Linked DNA regions of Xenopus tropicalis: region 1 is linked to region 2. A link is a contact called in public Hi-C data. All regions are on one chromosome and are shown on one strand. The core of a region is the stretch at or near the end of the contact, and the rest is flanking DNA. Distances in the headings are between cores, read along the strand shown. Region 1 has its middle 34 kb from the start of stox2. Region 2 holds the start of stox2 (storkhead-box protein 2).

Region 1 (6,328 bases), core at 1,292-3,791, 34 kb before region 2:
AGGCAATATATATGCAATACAAATGGTATAGTTTGGGTGGGAGAGATGTGCCCAACTTTTAAAAATTGTAGGAAAATGTAGTATCCTTTAATGGTCCATTAAGAATCAAATACAGTGCTGATCAAGCAGAACACAAATACATCTGTGTGTAAACATGTACATTTCCCAGTTTGCCCCCTGGTTAAGTCTCCAATAATATAAATACAGACAGGCACCACTATCACCCAAGGCAAGCTGGTCTATTAAGCTATTAACTAGAGTCTTATTACTGGTAAAATATTGTGTATGAAGTGAAGCCAAAATGAAAGCTTAATGCAAGAAGATGTGCTAACAGGGTTAATGCTCAGAGAAAATTCAAATCTAATGGAATCTCCCTTTCACTTTCCTAAAAAAAGAAATAATTTCCTTTCTAATTTGTAGTGTGTATAAATGTAATTTTTTTTAAAAAAAACAGAGATTAATGAAATTTGTTTTCAACGAACGGGATAATATAATTTACTGTCCTTTTTATTCCATACAATTAGCCCTAAACACTGGGTTCAGCAAGCTATTTGCTCTGGTGAGGAAGACATTTTACAAGCTGAACCTGCCTATTAAGTAGAGTTTAAATGTTCCTAAAAATTCACATTAGTCATTTGGCTAAATGATTTAACGTGTTTGTACAAACTATCCTGAGCTTCTAATTAGAGAGGGCACTCATCTCCAATTCATTTAAAACAGAGCTTAATTAGGAAAGATAATAAATAGATTGTGTGGTAAATATTGGTGCCTTGGAAGGAACCAGACATAAAAGGATTTTTTTTGTCTTTTTTTAAAGTAAATCTTACCTGCCCTGCTAAGCCTACTCATAAAAAACATTCTATAGATACAGGGTTTACTGATTGCATTTGTATTTAGTCCAATACCACCATGTTTTAAACTGCATGCTGTCATTTCAGAAGCACGGTTACTTGTGTTGTCTTAAGGTAACAAACATGACAAATTGTGTCTGAAATTGTACTAGCCATCATAAATGAACCCTACTATACTATATACACATCTTCAAGCAGGTACCCATGCAGAATGCTCAGATATTCAGAAACCATAAGGAATAAAGTTGCACATAAACCTTGAGCTTTGCTTATTTATCTTTGTACTGGGGGCAAATGAAAGGATCATACAAGGGGGGGGGGGGGGGCCCTTTATGCGAAACTGCATAAATGCACAAATGCAGTACTTTTTATGGGATTTTCAAACCTGCTCAGTAGATACCCTGATGATTTTTAGCCTGAATTAATTGGCCAAGCTGTCTGGAGGCCCTCAGGCATAGGTCAATAACTCAGTCTGCAGTCAGCAACTTATATCAGCTCATGTGTGGTGGGCAAACTGAACTGGAAAGTAACTCAGTATAAATAGCTTATTCTTTAAAGGTGCATGTAGATAGATACTGAAACAGGCAAGCTGGAAGATTCCTAGACTTTTAGGGCTCTGGCACACGGGGAGATTAGTTGCCCGCAACAAATCTCCCTGTTCGCGGGCGGCTAATCTCCCCGAAATGCCATCCCACCGGCGAAAATGTAAAATTGCGCCAATTTACATTTTCGCCGGTGGGATGGCATTTCGGGGAGATTAGTTGCCCGTGAACAGAAAGATTTGTCGCGGGCGACTAATCTCCCCGCGTGCCAGAGCCCTTAAGAGACTGTATTGGGGCACTTTATGCCCATCCTGCTTTGCTCCCATTCAGCCCTGATCCATTATGCTTAAAGCTTCACCCTTTACCAACATCTGGGACCCCTTCTCTGATGGGGCCTCTTGCCAAGGACCAACAACTCCAAAGCATTAAGCACATCCTTATAATTAAAAAAACATAACAGAGCTTTCGCAGATTTATTTTGCTATGAAAGGCAAGGACACTTATCTTTGAGATAATAGGGCTCATTTATGAACAGGTGCTACATTGCAAAAGTGCAGTCATGAATAGCAACCAAACAATGTTTTTCTAACTTGTAGTAGTTTCATTGATCAAAACTATTTGCTGACTGGTTGCTATTGGTAACTGCACCTATGTTCATAAGTCAGTCCTGTTAAATGTATTTGTTGGTTAAGCTGGATATAAATTCCCAAATTTTCCTCATAATTTGATTATGAAATGTTTTATTTGAATATGTTAGTTCACTCGCATTACATATATATGAAAGTTCCAATGTGTGCAACACAACATTTAGGAAAAACAATTATCTTTATATCTTATTATTATGAGTTCTTTAAATAAAATTCAACTAAAGTGTAAGGGGTAGGGGTAAACTTCAACTAAAGTGTAAGGAGTAGGAGTAAACCACGTTTAAAAACAAAAGAATTGAAAGCAAGTAAATAAATGTGTCTTCTGTAATGACTCCAGCAAGTAGCAGCAGAGGTAAGATTTCCGCATTGTACCATAAATATTTCACTGCTGCCGAGCTGTGCAATGATTTACAGCATGGAGGGATCAGGTCAGGTAAGGTTATCCAGCATCTAAAGAATTCACAAGGCTCTTCCCATGGAAGGTTTTACCTAGGGAAAGTTAGATAAGGCTTGGCTTTTAAGGCAAACAGGACATGAAAAACAAGCCTTTACACTTCATGGAGGGCCACATGTCTCAATTCTCCAAGGCCCCGGGCAATTTCACATTTTCATTTCAAAGTATCAGTAACTGAAGGAAAACCAGTGTACAAATTGCTGCACCCATGTGAAAGTGTTCCATTACAGAGACATTTCCAAGTGTTTAGCATATTGTATAGTGAAAGTTTATTTATATTACAAGTATGGGATCTAATAACCGGAATGCTGAACTTGGGCATCAGTGCCATGGCATCCTGCACACTAGAAGGGTTGAACACAAATATATAATATTTCTCTTACTTTCCAGCTTAATGAAACAATAAAACCAAGACAATGGCAAATATCCCTTTTACAACCGGAAGACCTTTCTTTGCTTTGTGGTTTAAAGGTTTTTTTTTACTCTGGCCTTTAAACGACAATACAAAAAAGTTGTGGTTTTTGTGCAACAGGACAAATAGTTGCAGTTTCTGCCTTTTTTCCGGACCTTTTGATAAATGACTGACATTCGTGGAAATAAGTTTTGTTGTAGGGGTTGTAGCCATACTGAGCATTCAAAGGTTTCTTAGTAAATAACTTTAGTCCTGCCACTAGAACCAGCTTGTGGGATGGAGCAGAGTATGTAACTGTCCAGGCATTTAGAGAGTCCCAATTAGCTGAACTAAATCATGAACTGAAATAGCAGTTAGGGTCTTAGAATGAGATGATGTTAAAATGAAAATAAGTAATTATTTTAGATTGTTTTAAGTCTATGGGAGCAGGGTTGTTCTGTCATGGCATGTGGTGTACCCAAATTGCACAGATGCTTATATAAACAAAATTCTTATTAAAATAGCATACATCATTTTAATGACCCAGACAGTTGTCAAATGACCAGAGAACCAGATCATCATGGGGATCAGTTCAATTACAGTTCTAACTAGAAAGGGAAGTTTGAGAACAAACTTCATGTTGGGTTGAAAAACATGAAGTCACTGAATGGGTTCTGTCCACTTTCTCTAACCTTGGACCATAGTAATATAGTAAAAACCACTGTGCAAAGTTTGGGGACCCTGGTTTTAATAGTGTCTGAATGGCAGGAACTTAAATTTCCCCACTGAAAGTCAACGACTTCTGATTGGCGGTTGGTGGCTCCACCCCCTTTTTCTAACCTGGAACTGCAGTTACCCAGTGACTAACTCTGTAAAGTTTAGGGGCCCTATGATTAATTATTAAAGAACTGCGACAATTAAAATTTAAACCAATAAAAGTCAATAGGTGAATTGTGATTGGTGGTTGGTGGCTCCGCCCACTTTTTCTAACATTGAGTCGAAGTCACCCAGTGACAAACAGTGGGCACCCTGGCATAAATAGTTTGAGAATGACAGCATTTTAAATTTAAACCAATAAAATTCAATGGATGAAATCTGATTGGCTGTTAGTGGCCCAACCTACTTTTCCTATTTTTGAACTGCAGTCCCCCAGTGACCAACTTTGCAAATTTTGGGGAATCAGGCATTCATTGTGAGGCTGACAGCATTTTACACTTCACCATTGAAAGTCAATAGGTGAAATGTTATTGGCTGTTGGTGGCTCCGCCCACTTTTTCAAAACTAAAACTGTAGTCCTCTAGTGACCAACTGTGAAAAGTTTGGGGACCCTGGGGTTAATTCTGTGAGAATGGCAGCAGATTGAATTTCTCCATTGAAAGTCAATAGTTAAACTCTGATTGGCTGTTGGTGGCTCCACCCTCTTTTTCTTACCTTGAACCACAGTTACCGGGTACCTAACTCTGCAAAGTTTGGGGATCCCGGTGTTATTACTGTGAGAATGGCAGCAGGTTGGATTTCTGCCAAGTTAATAGGTAAAATCTGATTGGCTGCTCACAGCTCCGCCCACTTTTGGGCATCCAGCAATCATCATATTTTCATTCAGGCTGAGCCCATGACTATGTGATTCAAGTTTGGGGAGTGCAGCCTCAAAGCTGTAAGATTGGCAGCAGTTTTAATTTCCCCATTAAAGTCAATGGGTTCAATTTGATTGGCTGTTGTTGGCCCCTCCCACTTTGGGGGTCATCCAACAAATGTCACTGTTTCATTCGGGGTGACCCCATGATTATGTTATTTAAGTTTGGGGGGTGTAGCTTCAAAGCTGTAAGAGTGGCAGCAGTTTGAAAATCTTCCCTGTCAAAGTCAATGGGAAAATTGGGGGGTTCAGAGCGGCGCCACAAAAAGACGGGGGGCGGGATCGCTTAGAAAAGCACAAGCAACCTGCACCGCTATAGGGTGAAGAAGTGTGGCAAGTTTGGGTGTTGTGCCCCTAAAACTGTAGGAGGAGTAGCGTTTAGAAAATGGGGGGGGCGCGAAGAAGAAGAAGCGGAAGAATAAACCAAAGTGGAAGAACGTTGGGGTTTTCAACCCAACACAATTCTGATCACAATATGAGGCCAATGTGACTAACAACAACTTGATTATTGTATACTAGAGATGAGCGAATCTGTCCTGTTTGGCTTTGCCATAAAATTTGTGAAACGACAATAAAACTGACTGTTTTGTCGCCTGTGTCTATTTTTTTGGTGCAACTTTTTTTTGACACACGGTGAATTTTCACGGAAATTTCGCTAAACAATTCACCAATGGTGAAATGCGGAAACCCGCTGCGAATCCATACCTGGCAAAAAATGTGTCTACTATGTCTACTAATTGTGTTCCAAATTATGTGGCTGCAAATATATGGGCTAAGTACCCTATCATGCATTTAGTGCGTATATGCAGTTTAATATATACACATGTTCTTAAAAGGGTTTGGTTTCCATTTTTGAAACTGATTCCTAAAGGCACAGAGTACGTCAGGATCAGATATCTGACTTCTTGTCAAATCAGGAGGAACTAGAAGCATGTTATAGCTGCCAGGCACAAGTCTTCCTGTCAATCAATTGCCTAACTGCTGTGGTTAAATTTATGGGGTTCTTTTGCAATATTTGGAAATGGTTTCTGTATGAAAGATTTACAAGTTAGCACCTATAGGGTTGAGTTTTATACAGAGAATGCTAGGCCAGGTTTTCACTATGCTTAATTCTAGGTGCTAAGCTAACTTGGTGGTTGATAGGGTTAGCCCTCCAATACTTACAGTATCTACTCCACATTTCTGCTTATCTTTGACAGTTAAAATACCACGTCTAAATAAAACCATGTGCTTTATACCCAGTGTTGGACTGGCCAACCAGGATACCAGGAAAACTCCCGGTGTGACCAGGGGTCAGTGAGCCCTCTTGCTTCTATTTAGCTTATTTCACGGTCATTCCCTATATCTGTATGGGAGCAAGGAAGCTTGATGGGTGAAAGAATAGAGTATAGTATGTATTGAAAAGAGAAAAAGATAATAAAGAGTTTGAGGGAGGAGAGGAGAAATTCGTTTTGAGAGTGGGCCCATGGTCCAGGGTTTTCTGGTGGGCTCCTGGGCTCCTGCCATCTCAGTCTGACACTGTTTATACCCTTATTTTACATATTAGCAATTTTTTTATTGAAGCATCATGTTCCATCTCAAGAACAAATATCTGTTGTATGACGCCTGTTATCGCTAGTCAGTCATATCCTTTATCAAGATGGATGCAAGGTTTCTATCAAACGCTCCATTTATCAGGTCCCATTATTGTCAAAGGGAAGCAAATGGCTTCTGGGACAAAGGGGCAAGAACCACAAGGGGAGAATGAATTTTGGCTTTTTTTTTGGTGGTTAAATAATCACCAGCAGTTGCAAACATTCAAGGGTTAAAT
Region 2 (6,305 bases), core at 2,170-4,669:
ATTAGAGGGTTAGCTATATAGGAAAATGAAGCTGATCCATATGAAGAAAAATGCCAAAATAATCAGTACAGGAAGATAATACTTATGATAAAAATGTTACAAAAAAATCAATTTCTTATTCACAATATTATCCTCTGGGAATCCTAGAATTAATAAAGAGTAGAAGCTGACAAGTAGGCACCAGACAGAGAAATAAAGGATCCCTGGCCCTAAATAGCTTCCCGCAGATTAGCGCTGTTGTGTTTACTGTGGGTCAGTGCACAGGTATGTCAGCTGAACACTGCTCCATTGTGTTATCATCACCTTCTTTTATTTGTACTGAAATCTCTTTATTTGGTTGGCCTCCCTCTGTTCTGCTACAAGTCACCTGAAAAGAGCCGGCATTAATTTACTGCTCTGTAGCTTTTAAGTACGTATTTCTCCTGTACAGATTTAAGATAAGTGAATGCAAAATATATTTCCATCTGGTCATTGATTCATTTTTTTTCAGAAGCCTTGACACCCTTTGGACAAAAGGCCCAGCAAATTTATTAGCAGCCATATAGACCACTCCACCTGTGCCTGCCTTGTTCCATTATGCCTGGAGCTTTTGCTATGAGCTGATTGTTGTGTGAGAGGACAATTTACATTGAATGACTTGGCAAGCCCACACTGACCCAGACACAATGGGTCCTGTTAATTCCCCTAATAAAGTGATGAGTGAGTCAGAAACCCAAGCCTGGTATTTCTCATAGCAACATTGCCAAGCATAGAGAAACCTGCTCTGCAAACGCTCTGGCTAGAATGGATGGAACAGTAAACAAGTAGGGACGGTGGCTGATGGATTCAGACAATGATTGGGTTAATTTGTTCCCCCAGTTGTTGGCCTGCTCAGGGGGATGTTGGGTAAACAGTAGAACCCCAATTTTACATGTGGCAGGGTCTGTGCCAGAATTCCAGGAAAACATCAAATCCAAAACTAAAGAACAACGCAGTTTATCTGTTTGGGCCATGGGAAATGGCTTCATAATCCAAGGACATACAATTGGGGTTCTGCTGTATATAAGAGGATTTTGCAAAGGTCAGCCTTGATGGAAGTACAGTAAGCACATACTTGTACAAAGCATTATGGGAACTCACAAAGCTGGTTTAATAAAATAATAATATATTATATTTTTCTGCTTTCATAGACTAGAGGTGAGAGTCTTTAACCCTTGTAACACTAGTATAAATTGATACACTCTAGTTATACAGTACTCACTAGTGCTTTTTTACTAATGAAAGTGCAGTGTTTAACTTTCAAAGATGCCTGCAAGTCACCATGTTTGTTACCCACAATGCAGCTGAACAGCAGGGGACTGCAACTTAAACACAATTAACTAATGTGGACACAAAGCAGAGATTATGGCAGGGAGTCTATTCATGCTGAATTGCCAGCCAATAATGGTGTAGTTCACCTTTAAATTAACTTTTAGTATGACATAGACATTGATATTCTGAGACAATTTGCAGTTGGTTTTAATTTTTCATGTTGTTTTCAGTTATTTTTAGCAGCTCTCCAGTTTGGAATTTCAGTAGCTTTCTGGAGAGACTGGAATATGAATAGTAGTAAAGTGACTAAACAGTAAGATAAGTAATAAAAAGTAATAATACAAATAAAACTGTACCCTCACAGAGTAGCCACATTTTATCTGCCGGGGTCAGTGACCCAGAGGGCTGGAAAAAGCAGAAGAGGAAGGCAATTAATTTTAAAAAGCTTTAATGAGCTTTCCACCCAAACACTCTAAGCAATTATGCAGTATATATGTTATTGAAAAGCAGTGTCTTCTGGCTGGTTATATTCTATCCACTACCGATTCTGACTCCTGGAACTGTGGAGCTAGCTGATTAATAGACCTGAAGGTGAACAGACTGCTGCTACATAGTTTCACTAAATGAAAGGGTGAGCAAATACCTGCACTTTTGAACTTCATTTCTGCCTGGAGAGACTATGGTGAAACCCGAGACCCACACAGAGCACTGAGAGATTTGAAGACAAATGGGGATAGCTTGTCACCCTGGTGCAGAGTTATAGAATTGTATAGGTAACTAGCGGCAAGGCAGCAGCGGGAGGTAATGCAGGCAGCTGTAACCCAGCAAAGTACCCTGAAGGCAAGAAAGATGTTACAGATGAGGTGGGGAATGATGGGGGACAAAAAGATTTTAGTAATGTGGGTGGTAGACATATAGGAGGTAGAAAGATAATTCTATTATTAAATGTAGAGGAAAAAGATTAGGTCTGGCACTTGGTAGAAAGTGGCAACATTCCCTTTGGGATCAGGTGTGAGCATTATTATTATTTACATTTATTTATAAAGCGCCAACATATTCCGCAGCGCTGTACAATAAGTGGGTTTCATACACTGGACATACAGAGTAACATATAAAGCAATCAATAACCGATACAAGAGGCGAAGAGAGCCCTGCCCAAAAGAGCTTACACTCTACAAGGAGAAAGGGTTGAGACACAAAGTGTGGAAATGGGCATGACCAGAGTTGTGAGAGTGTGGCACAGGGTGTTGCTAAACTATATTAGGGTAAGCTTCTCTAAATAAATGCGTTTTTAGAGATCACTTGAAGGCAGAGAGATTGGGAGAAAGTCTGATAAATTGTGGGAGCGAATTCCAGAGAAGGGGGGCAGCCCTTGCAAAGTCTTGAATGCGAGCGTGAGGCATGCGCGGCTCTGTTGAAAGGGACATTTATAGATTATGTTATGTGTTATTCTTTATACAGAGCTTTATAGATAATATTTCATTTAGAGATTACAGTCTGTTTGCTAACAGACACAGAAGTAATAGGGTCAGTAATGTGTCTGAGCATGCCATATTGGATACAAATATTCAATTCCCTAGTTTAAATTGGCCTCCAGAACCCTGAGTTGCTGTGCAGTAATGTTTAACACCCTGACAGTGTGCCACAGTTGTAAGAGAATGATGGGAGTTGTAGTCCAGCTACACCCAGCAACACAAAGGTTGGGAATCATGGCAGTAGGAGATGGCAATGTCCTTTTGTGGGTGAGGAATATTGGTATTAAAGTTGTATGACCAAAAGTTAGCCGTATGTACTGCAGATGATAAGTTATTTTGCTCATTATATCCCTTTTACCCACTTAAGAACTTAAAGTACAAATGCTAATAGCAGTTATTTATGGTTCCTTTTGTCTAGCATGATGTAGGAGTTGTTGCGGTTTCAGCCTTACCCGGCCCTAGTGGGTGCAGCCCTAGCCTGAATGGTTAGCATTCACATGGCCTCTTGGCTTTGTTTTGCCTTTGTTGTTGTGCTAAGTGCCCTGCAGAGAGGCAAAACGCTATCAACATGCTTATTGCTAAAGGGCAGCTCTCTGGCATTCTTATACATGCAACCCGGACTTGATAGGGGCAGGCCCACCCCTCCAGACAGCCGCGGGTTTCACATGCCTCCCGACAATGGGATTTTTGTGCAGCACTCGCTTGGATTCACACAGGAATGAAGGAGGGCACAAGTGAGTGCAAAGCTGCGCTTGGTGAATTTATGAAAAATGAAAGGACTGTAGATAACCCTTTGCCAGGAGATACCAAAGCATGCAGGACTTGGCCACCATCAGGTAGGTTACTCCTGTGTATTATGTTTTATGGGTCTAGGAGAGCTCTTATAGGTAGGGATTACAGCACAGATAAACGCTGAATAGATTGTGGGAATTTGGGATAATGTACCAAGCAGTTCAGATGGAAAAACTCTGCTCCTCAGGCAACAAACTTTGTTAGCTCTATGGGTCCAGAGCTTACGGTGTCTATATTAATTAGGTTTATTTACCAGTATGTATGAGCTAAAAGTACTAACATATTGCACAGAGCTGTACAGTAGATAGGAACAAACCAATTATCAAGGACACATGGGAACTAACTAATTAGGAACATTCAAAAAGAAATCTAAGCAAAGACATCAGGAGAAAGAGCCAGTGAAGCATAACATTAAAGGGTTTAATGCTATACCACCCAGGCTCATATAATATTTTTCTTGCCTGGACTTTGAAAGCCTGTGCCCGGCCTGGAGTCTGAGCTGGATGGTAACCTGTGTAAGGTGATGCCAGTGAAGTCTGCAGGAGAGAGAGAGACAGCGGCTGCAAGAACTGAGCCCTGAGAAATGCCAAGATATCATGGGCCCATGTCCCTTGGCCTACTTATAATAAATTTGCTCTTACAGGAATGGTAAGTTACTTTTATCATTGCTAGTTATATTCACCAACACAACCAAGCTTCATAACTGGTTAGGGCAGAAGAATATTGGAAGTTGTGACCAGACAGGGTGCAGCACCCATTCTTGAATAAACAGAACCTATTTGTTATATTGTGCTCTATACAGTAGAAATGTTCTGTATTGGTCCTGAAGATAATCCAAAAAGATGCCAGTCACACCCTAGGGAGATGGCACACATAGCCCTTAGTCACTGCGTGAGATTGCCCGAAAATACCTTTTAATGCAGAAAATGCTTTCTTCCACATTTTCCTGGGTTTTCAAGATCCTTGAATGCATTATTTTTATATGCTTCTAATGGCTTACCTGCATTGCAGTTATGTTCCATTCCCTCAGGGGACAGTCAGATGCAGCCTTGCAAAAGTTGGTCTGACCATTTTTTGGTGGCCAATTTGTCAGATACCCCATAATGTGTGGCCAGATAAAATGACATAGACAATGGCCAGCTGGGTTAGAGTGTATCGTCACCCCCAAGTTATTGTATTCATTAACCTGATAGCTGGGGCCAGTGCTCCTGTCAGCAGAAAACTGCACTGACCTGGGGTACTTTGTATCAAGCACCACCTAGCAATCATTTTTTCTGCTTCTTCTTTCTTCATAATCCTGGGGTGACACATGCGCAGTAAAGTGGAAAAGTCTCCATTTTTGGCAAAGTTTGGCTATTTATTTTACTGCGCATGCATAACCGGCACGAAGTAAGAAGAAGCAGGAATATGAACGCTCTGAGGTGCTTGCTGGAAGAAGTGGGGGTTCCTTACTTTTGGCACCCCAGTGATTGTTGACTTTCTTTCTCCTCCATTGTCCTACTCCACTCTTTAGTGAATGGCTGTAGGACCTGCATCTGCCCCATGGATACAGCGCTGCCATTATACAAAGGGGGGATCCGAATTGCCCTGCAAAGCCTTGTTTCTTTCTATCTAATGGCCATTATTTTGGGCCCCTTAGGGCTCCTGCAGTTGCGGCAAGGACAAATGTAAAGGACCCCTAGCAGAAAGTAAATTATAGCTACTTCTGCTACCCTGTAACCAAGAGCTTACAGTTTATTATGGGATATTTAACTTGTGCTAGCACTGAAAAATCACATTTAGGTTGATGCAATGGCGCTAAATGAGAATTTATTAAACTTTTCTAATTCATGACTAGTGTCTTCATAAAGGAGATTAAACCCCCTGCTATAATTTATAAGGACCCTGTCTCCTGTTGGCTTATACATTCATGGATCTCCTTAGAAACAACTCATAGCTTTAGGCTAAAAAGCCCTGAGGCCACCCCTTGGATGCAGTTACAGACATGAATGGGATCCACCTGTCACCTCTCACATAGGGGTGGGTTTTGTTCAGAAAACTCCTAAATGTACATTTTCTGGCTGGAATCTGCCTGTGTTTGCAGTGAAAGGGGTGCATTGGGTGCCATTAGCCTTATAAATGGCAGTAAAGGGTATATTATTACTTATATACATCAGTACATGTATTAAAATAAAAATATATATGTAAATAATCACCACTACAATGGGCCACGGTTTAACCCGAATAACTGGTTGTGTAGCTAGAGGTCATAAAAAGCAAACACAACAAAGGGCAGATACTGACCCTAGGGATTGGTTTAAGGTATTTAGCTCTAGCTCTAGTAAAACTCATCAGTAGATAGTGTTTGTTTTAAAGATCATTATGTTCATGTTTTAATATGGTCACAGACACAGGGCAACAAGGCTAACCAGTCTGGTTAGTTCCAGCTTAATGGGATGACCCTGGGCTCATGTGTGTCAAGCATTGGGAGTGCTAATTGGAGAAAAGTGAAACACGGGTTGGTTGATGGCTCCGTTGGCACGAGTATAGAGTCCCTAGCCAAGCATAGCAGGATAGGGCCATGTGTCTGCATTGGGATCCATTGATCAGATTAATGCCACTTGGCCAGATTGGCTAGAGGGAATGTCAGCCCATGTGGTGCCGCCTATATCAGCCAGTGGCTATTCCTATATAGTGATGGTAGCTCAGTCAAGCTTCTTGTTTGGCTTATGCATTCTAATGAAGGCTTGTGATTGTCAGCGGTGCCAT

What was found. A called contact is a pair of places that touch in the nucleus more often than the background predicts.
Region 1: a contact with region 2 is called in a Hi-C map of neurula embryo, with 1.9 times the contacts expected there. The contact joins the enhancer-like site here to the promoter of stox2 in region 2. A contact is called at or near these places in 3 of 5 Hi-C or Micro-C datasets (brain, gastrula embryo and neurula embryo).

What each region holds. Positions count from the first base shown.
Region 1 is chr1:45,070,529-45,076,856 of UCB_Xtro_10.0, reverse strand. No RefSeq gene overlaps it. Among named protein-coding and RNA genes, the nearest start is that of stox2, 34 kb to the right of the region's middle. Within about 2 kb of position 2,541, at least 1 of the 11 cell types and tissues checked has an H3K27ac peak or open chromatin away from gene starts, as enhancers often do. A contact at or near this core is called in neurula embryo, where this site is marked.
Region 2 is chr1:45,037,155-45,043,459 of UCB_Xtro_10.0, reverse strand. It overlaps stox2 (storkhead-box protein 2), which reads left to right and starts at 3,419. Exons shown (of 4, transcript XM_004911177.4): 1 at 3,419-3,601. The coding sequence starts at 3,484.